Linked DNA regions of Arachis hypogaea: region 1 is linked to region 2. A link is a contact called in public Hi-C data. All regions are on one chromosome and are shown on one strand. The core of a region is the stretch at or near the end of the contact, and the rest is flanking DNA. Distances in the headings are between cores, read along the strand shown. Region 1 holds the start of LOC112716043. Region 2 holds the start of LOC112716038 (3-ketoacyl-CoA synthase 10).

Region 1 (5,329 bases), core at 1,791-4,290, 210 kb before region 2:
CGCTTGCAAAATCAAAAATAGCCATTTCGAGAATCATAAACCTTTGACGCTCTCCCGGACCAAAATCATCCAACCACTGAACCTGCTTGTACATTTGGGTTGTAAGAGAGAATATTGTCATACAAAAATCGGTCGAGAGGAGAAAAGATATGCTCCAGGTGCCACTCTCCAGCCGACTAGAGATAAAAAATCCTGAGATCGAAATTAGAAATATGAACATAATTCATCTCATTACAAAGCCGCCCCTCTTTCTTCTATTTAGAAAACCAAAAGTTATGGTTCAAATCCCCAATGCACCAAACAAAACCATCCTGCAAAATATCCCAAATTTTACATAGACTCCGCCAAACATAAGAACCCTCTCCTTGAGAACAAGTCATACTGTCAACCAAAGATGGTCGATATTTATCCGCCAACAATTGAACCCAAACTTTTATGAGGTTGATGAAAGAATTGCCAAACTAACTTTTCAAGAAGCGCAACATTAGCACAAAATGGGTCTCTAATCCCCAAGTCTCCAAACTTTTTTGGGATGACCAACACCTTCCAACTAACAAGATTCATCCCTCGACCATTAGCTTAACCTTTTCATAAAAAGTTCTTCATCATTAATGCTATCAAATTTGTTGTTCCTTTGGAAAAGAGAGAGAGAGTTGCATGTGGTAAGTAAGAATAGCAGCCACTACTGAATCGATCAGACACAATCTTCCCGCCCTATTGAGTAACCTCCCTTTCTAGCTGACTAGCCTCCCTCGGATCTTGTCCAAAATCCCATTGAAAGATGCTCTGATCACCCTAGAGTGAGTAAGATTAACCCCGAGATATTTACCCAAATTCTGGATGAATCTGATGATGGACACCCCAATAAAGATCTCCTTTCTTGTCGCGAACACATTCCGGGAACACATAGCTTTAGACTTATCCATATTAATCTTCATCCCAGAAGCTTTACAAAAACTCTCCAATGTTTTCATCACATTTTGAACTTGGCTTTTCTCTGCTTTACAAAAGAAAAGCAAATCATTGGCAAATATTAAATGGATATTCTTGGACCCCCTCGAGAAATAGCCACCGACTTTCACCGTCCCATATCAACTTGATGATTAATCAGGCAGGATAACCTCTCCATACACAACACAAAAAGATATGGCGACACAGGATCTTTTTGCCGAAGCCCATGGCTAGGAGTGAAGCTATTCAGTCTATCACCATTCCAAAGAATAAACAATGAGGACGAAGTGACATAACTCATAATCAGATTGAATGTAGGAGTAGGGAAACCAAATTTTACAAGGGTCTACCTCAGAAACCTCCAATCAACTCCGTCATAAGATTTTTCCAAATCAATCTTAAAAGCTAGGGTGCCTTTTTTAGACATAGTCTTCTTCATGAAATGAAGAACTTATTGCACAATAATAATGTTGTCAAGTGCTCTCCTTCCTGGAATAAACCCCCCTTAAAGAGGACCAACAATATCTATGAGATGAGGGCAGAGTCTATTGACAAAAACTTTTGTAATTACCTTGTAAATCACGTTATAGAGACTAATAGATCTGAAATCCTTCATAAATACTAGTGATTCCACCTTGGGGATAAGAACTAGAAAAGTCTCCATCATCTTTGGATCAATAGCACTCCTAGAGAAAGCTTCTCTAACCATTTTTCAAACATCAGAACCAATAATTCTCCAGTAGTCCTTGAAGAAGAAAGCTTGCAATCCATTTGGACTTGGGGCCTTAAAGGAATTCATGCTAAAAATAGCTAATTTAACTTCCTCCATAATAACAGCCGCAATAAGATTACGACAAGCTTCCTCATTCAACAAAGAGAGTGGAACATCCTCTAGACACCCTAAAGCAACATTTTCCGACTGACAAAATAAACTCTTATAGAAGGATTCAGCTTTCTGAATAAGAACTTCTAGGTCTATCTCCCACACACCATCCTTGAGGAAGAGGCCATGAATCTTACTAAACTTCCATTGCACAAGAGTCTGAACATGAAAGAAGCTGATATTTCTGTCCCTGAACTTCACCCACTATTCTTTGAATTTTTGAAACCAAAGAAGCTTCTCTTGTACAAGAGTGTTATTATAATCTCCAATCAACTATTGCTCTTTTTGATGCATGGCCAAGTCTTCCATTACTTCCAAATGCTTCTGATAATAGTTAATTTGATGCTCCAATTCAGATTTTCTAACAAAGATGTTACTAAAGATTGTAGAATTAAATGCAAGAGAGTTCTTCTACACCTCCGAGAGCTTGTTCTGCATCCCTCTATAGCTAGTCCACCAAGAATGCTTCATAATATCTCTGTAATAAGGATGAGTAGTCCAAGCTGTCAGAAATCGGAAGGGTCTATTCCTTTTCGTTGAGGGTGACCTTTATAGCGCACTAAGATAGGACAGTGATCAGACTGCAATCTATTCAAAATTTCTGTATAAGGCTCAGGAAAAAGTGATAGCCATTCACTATTTATAAAACCTTATCAAACCTTTTTGCCACCTTTATGTTGTTTTTAATCCTCCTATACTAAGAGAACCGTCTTCCGATAGTCTTTAAGTCAAATAGAGCACTATCTCCTAAAAAAGTAGCAAATTGAAATGCGCGTCGACTTGAAAAAAAGACAACCTTTCACCTCATGCAAAAAATAATTAAAATCTCCAAGTATAATCTAAGGCTCCTAAAAGGTTGACGATTAAGCTACAAAATAATCCTAAAAGAATTTGAGTATTATGTTGAAGACTATTATAAATACCACTACACCTCTAAAACATATTTTTAAATTGAACCTTAATCGTAACACACTGACCGTAAGCATCAGTCCATTTACAGCACGCCTCTTGCAAGATAGAAAGGAATACAATTTACGATTTAAAATTTGGCCTAGCGATTCGATTTATAAAAATTATTTATATATATATTGTATTGTTTTGTCTAATAAAAATTTAAAATTAACATGTGTAATAATAGTAAATTAACAATAGGGGAAGTAGATGAAGTGGGCTTTATTGGGCCCTGGTGGACTCAGCTTCAAAATATGATGGAGGTTTCCCTCCATTTGGAAGCTGTAAAATTATTTGAAAGAGGGGTTCCATGACTTTATCTCCTATCGATCTCTTTCCAAGTTTCAAGGGATGATGATGAGTCGCAGCCACTGCCACACTGAAGCTCAGTTCTCTTTTCCCGAACACGACTATGACGACGATGATTTCCACCTCCCTCTTACGCAGACCACACTTGCCCCTTCCAATCCTCACCGTCCATCCAAGAAGCTCAAGCACAAGTCAACGACCACACATCACTTCGGCAAGGAGAACGTTCCCCCTTACGACACTGACTTTAATATTGAAAACTGCAGCTTGGATTGCATCCCTTCCACCATAGATTGTGCCACCGTTTGTCATTCCCAACAGCAAAACGACGTCGTTCCTTCGTGCTCCGCGGAGTCCCAGGGCCTGAAGAAGAAAACCAACTGCGCGTACTTCCGAAATTCGATAGAGTCCAAGCTGGTGGCGTTGGGACCACACGCGCGGCTCAGCCACGGATCTGGAAAACCTTTGGATGATAATGATGATGATGATTCGGACCTCGATCTGTTGCTGAATTTGTGCAATGAGTTAGATGAAGATGAAAGATCTAGGATGATGCCGCGTGTTGATGGTGTTGGAGGTTCTGTTCTTTGTCCACTGTGTGATGTTGATATCTCTAGCTTCAGTGAGGAACAGCGACACCTTCACACCAATCATTGCCTTGACAGAGTGGAAGATCAAGCTCAAGATGTAAGATACAACCTTTCAATTCTCTGTTATCGTTTCAATTTGATATGCGAAATTGTGATGTTGAATTGTACTAGGGTTAATTGTTGATAAACGTTTCCTCAGGTTGCAGTTCGTGATGGCGAGAATGATGGAGTGGGTGCTCAATTGGAGCCAGAGCCGAAGCCGAAAGTTGCCAATGTTTCTGCGGTTGTTGATTGGCTGCGCAGTATCGGCTTAGCGAAATACGAAGATATTTTTGTGAGGGAAGAAGTTGATTGGGACACCTTGCAGTGGCTGAAAGAAGAGGTGAGCTCATATTCATTAGTATCTATGATCTTATAGTTAATCATTGGGTTCATAACTATTGCTAGAGTGTCACTGTGGAAGTGTTGGATTTGAAAGAAGTTGCAAGTCTAATAATGTCATATAAAACCAGTGCTGTTTGCATTACTCTCTTGTTGAAGATCAAAATATTTTTTGAAACTTTTTGTTTCCTTGTCTTGTTCTGTAATATATAGGATCTATTAAGCATTGGTATTACTGCACTTGGTCCCAGAAAAAAGATTGTGCATGCTCTTTATGAACTTAGAAAAGGAACTGGCCGTTCAGATGAGAAACATGAGGATGCTATTGCAGAGCCTAGAAGGAGTGGAAACCAGAAAGTCAAATTGCAACGTGAAAAATCTGAAAAGAAAGTTTATGGCACAACTAAACCAGTGACAAACAAATTGATTACTGAATATTTTCCTGGCTCTGCTGGCAATGGGAAGAAAGCACCTGCGGCTTCAGGAGAACAGCTGGAAACAAAAAACAGTACCTTGGATTCTGGCCATAAAAGCAAGGCAAAAAATACGTCTACAAATAGAAAACTTCGTGATGTTCCCCAATGGTGTAGCATTCCTGGAACGCCTTTTCGGGTGGTAAATGTCATTCTACTATTCTAGATAATGCATGTCTATTGGTTTTGTGTTAATTTATTTTCCCTGGCATTGTGAATCTTGTTTTATGGCACCTGCCAAATTAGGAAAAGAAAAAGAATGTAAAGAATAAAAATTATGTATTGAATATTGATGTGGGTTTGATAACATTTATTCTATGTAGGATGCTTTCAAATATCTCAGAGGAGATTGTTCTCACTGGTTTCTCACACACTTCCATTTAGACCGTAAGTATGCTGTTGCCTCTGAACAGTCAAATTTGTTTTCACGTGATAACCCTGTTTATTTTCATAACAGATTTTGAAATAATATATTTCTTTTATGTTAGCATTTTGATAAACAAGTCCCTTGTGTTCAGCTTTTGTAAGGGGATTATTAAGGTCAGAGTCAGATTTTGAAGTTATGCAATTCTTGGTTGTTGTTTCTCGATTGTGAATACAGATTATCAAGGTCTCACAAAGTCGTTCAGTCATGGAAAGATCTATTGCTCTTCTATTACCGCTAGCCTTGTAAATATAAACATTGGGATTGCCTATGATAAAATACATATTTTGCCTCTGAACGAGAAGGTCTCAATAGACGGTGTTGATGTGACCTGCTTGGATGCCAACCATTGTCCGGGTTCGATAAT
Region 2 (5,264 bases), core at 1,242-3,741:
CCTCAGCCTTATCTGGTTAAAGCTCTCGAAACATTTTGAACTTGTGTAAAATTTATCTAGGTATGCAACATCCAATCATATATTGAAGCAATGCAGATAAGCGATTTGAGGGTTAGCGGATATCATTGAGTCAATCACATTTGAGGAGACAAGTTTCTTCATTGCTCGATGGTATTTTCATTTTTTTTTTCCCACACATGTTGTATTTGATTTTCCAAAGGAAACTGTGCATTGACTGGAATAGTGTGGTGACAGAAAACATAATACTATAAAAGGAAACATTTATTGTTCATTGCCTTGAGGATTCACCATATCCACTCATTCTAGTTGTCACAAACATCTTAACTAGTCTAAAAATACCCAGCTAAGCAGTGATAACAAGTTTGAGTAAAATTTTTGCTGGTTTTTGGTGGGTCAATTTTGAGTTGTCAGATGTTGATCATTCATGAAAATATGCAGAATGGTACTAGTTGGTTTCTCTAGTTATTCTTCAACTCCTTAGGAGAGCTGTTTTCTTATCTGCATTCTTTTTCACAAAACTCATATTGGCATAGCTAGAGACTTATGTTCTACTTTGGAAGGTTGGCTTTAATAACCTTGATCATTATCTCCTATCAACTTCATAATTAATATTGGTCCTTTTCTTAATGTATGTCACTATCAGGGAGAGAGTCTATGCAAGAAGCTTCGATGTTTCCCCAAAAGCAAATGAGCGTATAATGCACTGTATTTCCTAATTTAGGATCTCACCTTCCTTGTCTACTCTCTTTAAAAGTTTCTTTTTTTTTTTTGGTGAAAGTCTACTCTTAAAATTTAAAAATAGTGTTTGTTGCTATTTCTTGGAATATATGACACGAATATCATGGGTTCTTGGCCTTTTTTTTGTTAGTAGTTTGGACTGAAGACACATTCTGGGCCCAAGTTGTAACCCTTTTAGTCTCATCTTTGTCCATGAGAGGATTTTTTATTTTAATATCGAAGAGGGAATGGAATTTTATGTTGATATTATAAAAATTAGTGTTTTGGGGGTGCCGTTCTCTGCAAGTGTAATATGTATTCTGTGCAAGTACGATATGTAAAATACATATTGCACTGATAATACGCGGTTCGTGTATTTATAAACAATACATGGTTTGTGTATTGTGATTTTAATATTAAAATAATGCAATATACTCTCTAAATATTGTCTTTATAAATATTTAAAAAGTAATCCGTCTCTGCGGTACCAATCCTTATTAATATCTAAAAAAATAGCCTCTATGAGAAATATAATTTCCTTTTTCTTTTTTGACATACACTGAAACTCACACCACACTAATTAGGCTAAACCTAGTCTAAACTCGGTACAACATATCAAGAGGTATTATGATTTGTCACTTCAACTAACAAGTAATCCGCAAGAATGGGCTGTCTAAAAGGAAAAAAAGTAATTCGCAAATGGATGATTAAATTCATGATTTGATGGCTAATGGCTTGGTTGCTTTGAGCACTTATTGATTCAAATTGTCACTGTTCACACTTATTGTATTTCCTTTATATATGCGCTCTGTCTGTTAGTTCTTTTAGCCTCAATATTGAAAATTAAATGTTGGTAAAGTTATGTGAAATTTTAATATGAAAAGGTCATCTTATCCCTTGGTACAAGTAATTTTTCATGCTCATGAATTAGACAAGAATACGGGCCGGGTTATGCGGTTTGCAATCATATAATCGTGTTCAAAGTGGGTAGATTGCTAATGCACAGAAACAACCTTTTCAGTTTTCACATACATGTGATTCTCGTCTGCATACTAGCATGGAGTATTCTTGATTTTATAGTCCATTTCCAGATTTGAATGGCTTGATCTATATATGTCGTGGTAGGTCTGCTATAGGCTTAATTTTTTGAGCTGAAATAAAGCTTTGTGACCTAGCTTTTCTAAATAAATATCACTTTTTAAATCTGCTTCAAATTAAGCATCTTCTTGCAATGAAATATCCAGGGAATGTCATTATCCTTATTTTTATTAGTGGCTAATTTCAATCTAAACCCTTAACCATCACATCGCTATTTTTCTGGTGTCATTATTGTATCGCACTGGATTACCACCATTATAACCATATGGTTTTAGTTTGTTGTCTTATAAAAATTTAGAAACACTCTTTGAAAAAAAAAATATTTGCTGGCTTAAATAATATATGATAATTATTTATTGTGGAAGAGTCAAAACTTGTGGTAAAAGTTAAGAGGAAATTTTCTCCATGGCAGATGTAAAAGCTGTAACAATAATAAAGGTGTGCTCTAATATAACATGGCAGAATTTAATTGTGACACAGCACTTGAAGAAGAAATGGCCTGGGATGATAAGGGTTTCAAAGGATAAAGATGGAAACTCATAAGAGATTGAACCTAAACTGTACCAACTGTATGCATTAGAGCAGCTGGTGGGCCGTTGGATGTGACATTGATTGTTCACAAGAGAAAAACCAACTGGATCATCCAATGTTCACAAACTTTTTATATATTTTTTGATCTTTAAAAACACAAGAACGGAGAGACAAGAAAAAAGGTAAAGGGAGTTACTAGTACATATTACACAACGAATTGAACTCATGCACCCACTGATATTAAATGAAGAAATTAAAGGCCGTTGAAAAGTCTCAACTACACACACATCAATTAGGTGCTAGCATTTACTCGTTTTCACCCACTATCTTGTACTATACCACTACTTAGAAATAACACTAATCTAAAGTAGTATAAATACATATATAGATTAAGTTTGAGGCATCCATCACACACTCATATTAAAATACATTGTGATCTTGATCTTGATCTGGTGGCATGGCGAATAACGAACGAGATCTGTTCTCAACGGAGATAGTGAACCGTGGGATTGAGTCATCTGGACCGAACGCGGGTTCGTTAACATTCTCGGTTAGGGTTCGTCGGCGGTTACCGGATTTTCTTCAATCGGTGAACCTCAAGTACGTGAAATTGGGGTACCATTACCTGATAAACCATGGCATTTACTTGGTGACGATACCGGTGCTGCTTGTGGTGTTCAGTGCTGAGGTTGGTAGTCTGAGCAAAGAGGATCTGTGGAAGAAGCTTTGGGAAGATGCGCGTTATGACCTTGCTACCGTCTTGGCTTCTTTTGCCGTCTTTGTTTTCACGCTCTCTGTTTACTTCATGTCCAGGCCTCGCCCCATTTACCTCGTTGATTTTGCATGCTACCAACCTCAAGATCACCTCAAGGTACCTTTATTTCTCCAATCTTCACGTACACCCACCATGCTTGTTAAATAATATTTTTATATGTGTTGAATTAGTTATTTGTATCATGTACCAAATAAGAATATGCTTAATAATTATATTTTCAACCATGTACATGTTAAAAAAAAAATTAGCTATCAAATAAATTAAACATATATATTAAAATGAGTTAAATAATATATATAATTATACAAAAATACATAATAATTAATATTTTGTGTGTCTAAAATACTTTTTTTTTATTTAACTACTATTATTCTTAAATGGACTTATTACTTATTAGAGAAAACTATAGAGCTTTTGCTAACGACGGTCTTTTTGCTAACAAAATTAAAAGTGGAAGGATTTTAAAATAAATAAATGTACATATCCTTAGAATTTTTAAATATATATTTTTTCATTATAACACTTTTACTTTTAATATTTGTTTGCAAAATCGTAATAAAGTACTATGGACATCAGTTAATATTTGAACATAAAGTCTGCATTTGGAATAAATATTTAAGGTCTTATTTACGTATTTATTTTATTGAAAGCCTTAACCAATGTCTTTTGAAATTTGTTTGATTAGTATAATTATCTCAAGATATACTAAGACATAAAGATCAGATGCTGAAAATAGAAATAAAGACAAAGTATATTTTTATTTGTGCCATAGTTTGAATGATAAGAAAATATAAACAAATCTAGGTGATTAATTCTTATATTGACTACTTATCACTCTACTGTTGATTTTAAACATAGATTTTCAGACATTAAAATCTAAGAAATTGTAATAAAAAATTGCATGAATAATGTGTGTGAAGGTGTCAAGGGAGCAGTTCATTGAGCTAGCAAGAAAATCAGGCAAGTTTGATGAAGGGAGCTTGGAGTTTCAAAAGAGGATCCTAATGTCTTCAGGCATAGGCGACGAGACATACATCCCCAAAGCAGTGATAGCCTCCAACGAGAACACGGCCACCATGAAAGAAGGCCGAGCCGAGGCGTCGACGGTCATGTTCGGAGCACTCGACGAGCTCTTCGAGAAGACGAGGGTGCGGCCAAAGGACGTAGGAATCCTTGTGGTGAACTGCAGCATCTTCAACCCTACGCCATCGCTATCAGCAATGATCATAAACCATTACAAGATGAGGGGCAACATTCTGAGCTACAATCTTGGAGGAATGGGGTGCAGTGCTGGGATCATAGCGGTCGATTTGGCCAGGGATATTCTTCAGTCAAACCCTAATAACTACGCGGTTGTTGTCAGCACTGAGATGGTAGGCTTTAATTGGTACCAGGGAAAAGAGAGGTCCATGCTTCTTCCCAACTGCTTCTTTCGTATGGGTTGCTCCGCCACCTTGCTCTCCAATCGCCGCCGCGACTATAGCCGTGCCAAGTATCGTCTTGAGCATATTGTTCGCACGCACAAGGGTGCCGATGACCGCAGCTTCAGGTTTGTTTTTTCAATTCTAAATGAAGAAACATGAGAAGAAGAATAGAATTTAATAATGAGAAAAGTTTATTTAAAAAAATTATCGACATAAATTAAATAAAAATATTATATATACACAAAAAATTAATTTTTAAATATATATTATTTAATTTATTTTTAATATATAATTTATACAGATATAATTGTTTACTAAATTATTTGATAGTTGATATAATGTAATTTACATATTTTTTATATGAATAATCACTTTTTTTTATTAATTAATTATTTTATTTTCAAATTTTATATTAAAATTTGATTTTAAATATATTATTTAAAAATGATCTATTTAAATGCATTAAATGATTATAATTTTTTTTTATAATATCAACGAACCAATTTTTTTTCTTTTCGTACGATTTAAACTTTATTGTTTAACTGACATAGATGACACATAATGATGTATTCTTTGTTAATATCATCGTTTTGGAAATGAAGATTAGTCATTAGTTTATTGCATTGACTTTGTTTTTCTCAGGCCCTTATATAAGTATAAAAACACCAGGGAAAGGAAACGAACGAGAGAAATTGATT

What was found. A called contact is a pair of places that touch in the nucleus more often than the background predicts.
Region 1: a Hi-C map of an unstated tissue shows a contact between it and region 2, with 7 times the contacts expected there. The contact joins the promoter of LOC112716043 here to the promoter of LOC112716038 in region 2. A contact is called at or near these places in 7 of 8 Hi-C or Micro-C datasets (leaf and an unstated tissue).

Annotation. Positions count from the first base shown.
Region 1 is chr10:96,919,719-96,925,047 of arahy.Tifrunner.gnm2.J5K5, reverse strand. LOC112716043 reads left to right here and starts at 3,040. Exons shown (of 10, transcript XM_025767883.3): 1 at 3,040-3,781; 2 at 3,884-4,066; 3 at 4,279-4,680; 4 at 4,862-4,925; 5 at 5,140-5,329. The coding sequence starts at 3,137.
Region 2 is chr10:96,709,283-96,714,546 of arahy.Tifrunner.gnm2.J5K5, reverse strand. It overlaps LOC112716038 (3-ketoacyl-CoA synthase 10), which reads left to right and starts at 2,491. Exons shown (of 3, transcript XM_025767875.2): 1 at 2,491-3,238; 2 at 4,063-4,691. The coding sequence starts at 2,825. It overlaps LOC112716039 (protein WHAT'S THIS FACTOR 1, chloroplastic), which reads left to right. Exons shown (of 3, transcript XM_025767876.3): 3 at 1-292.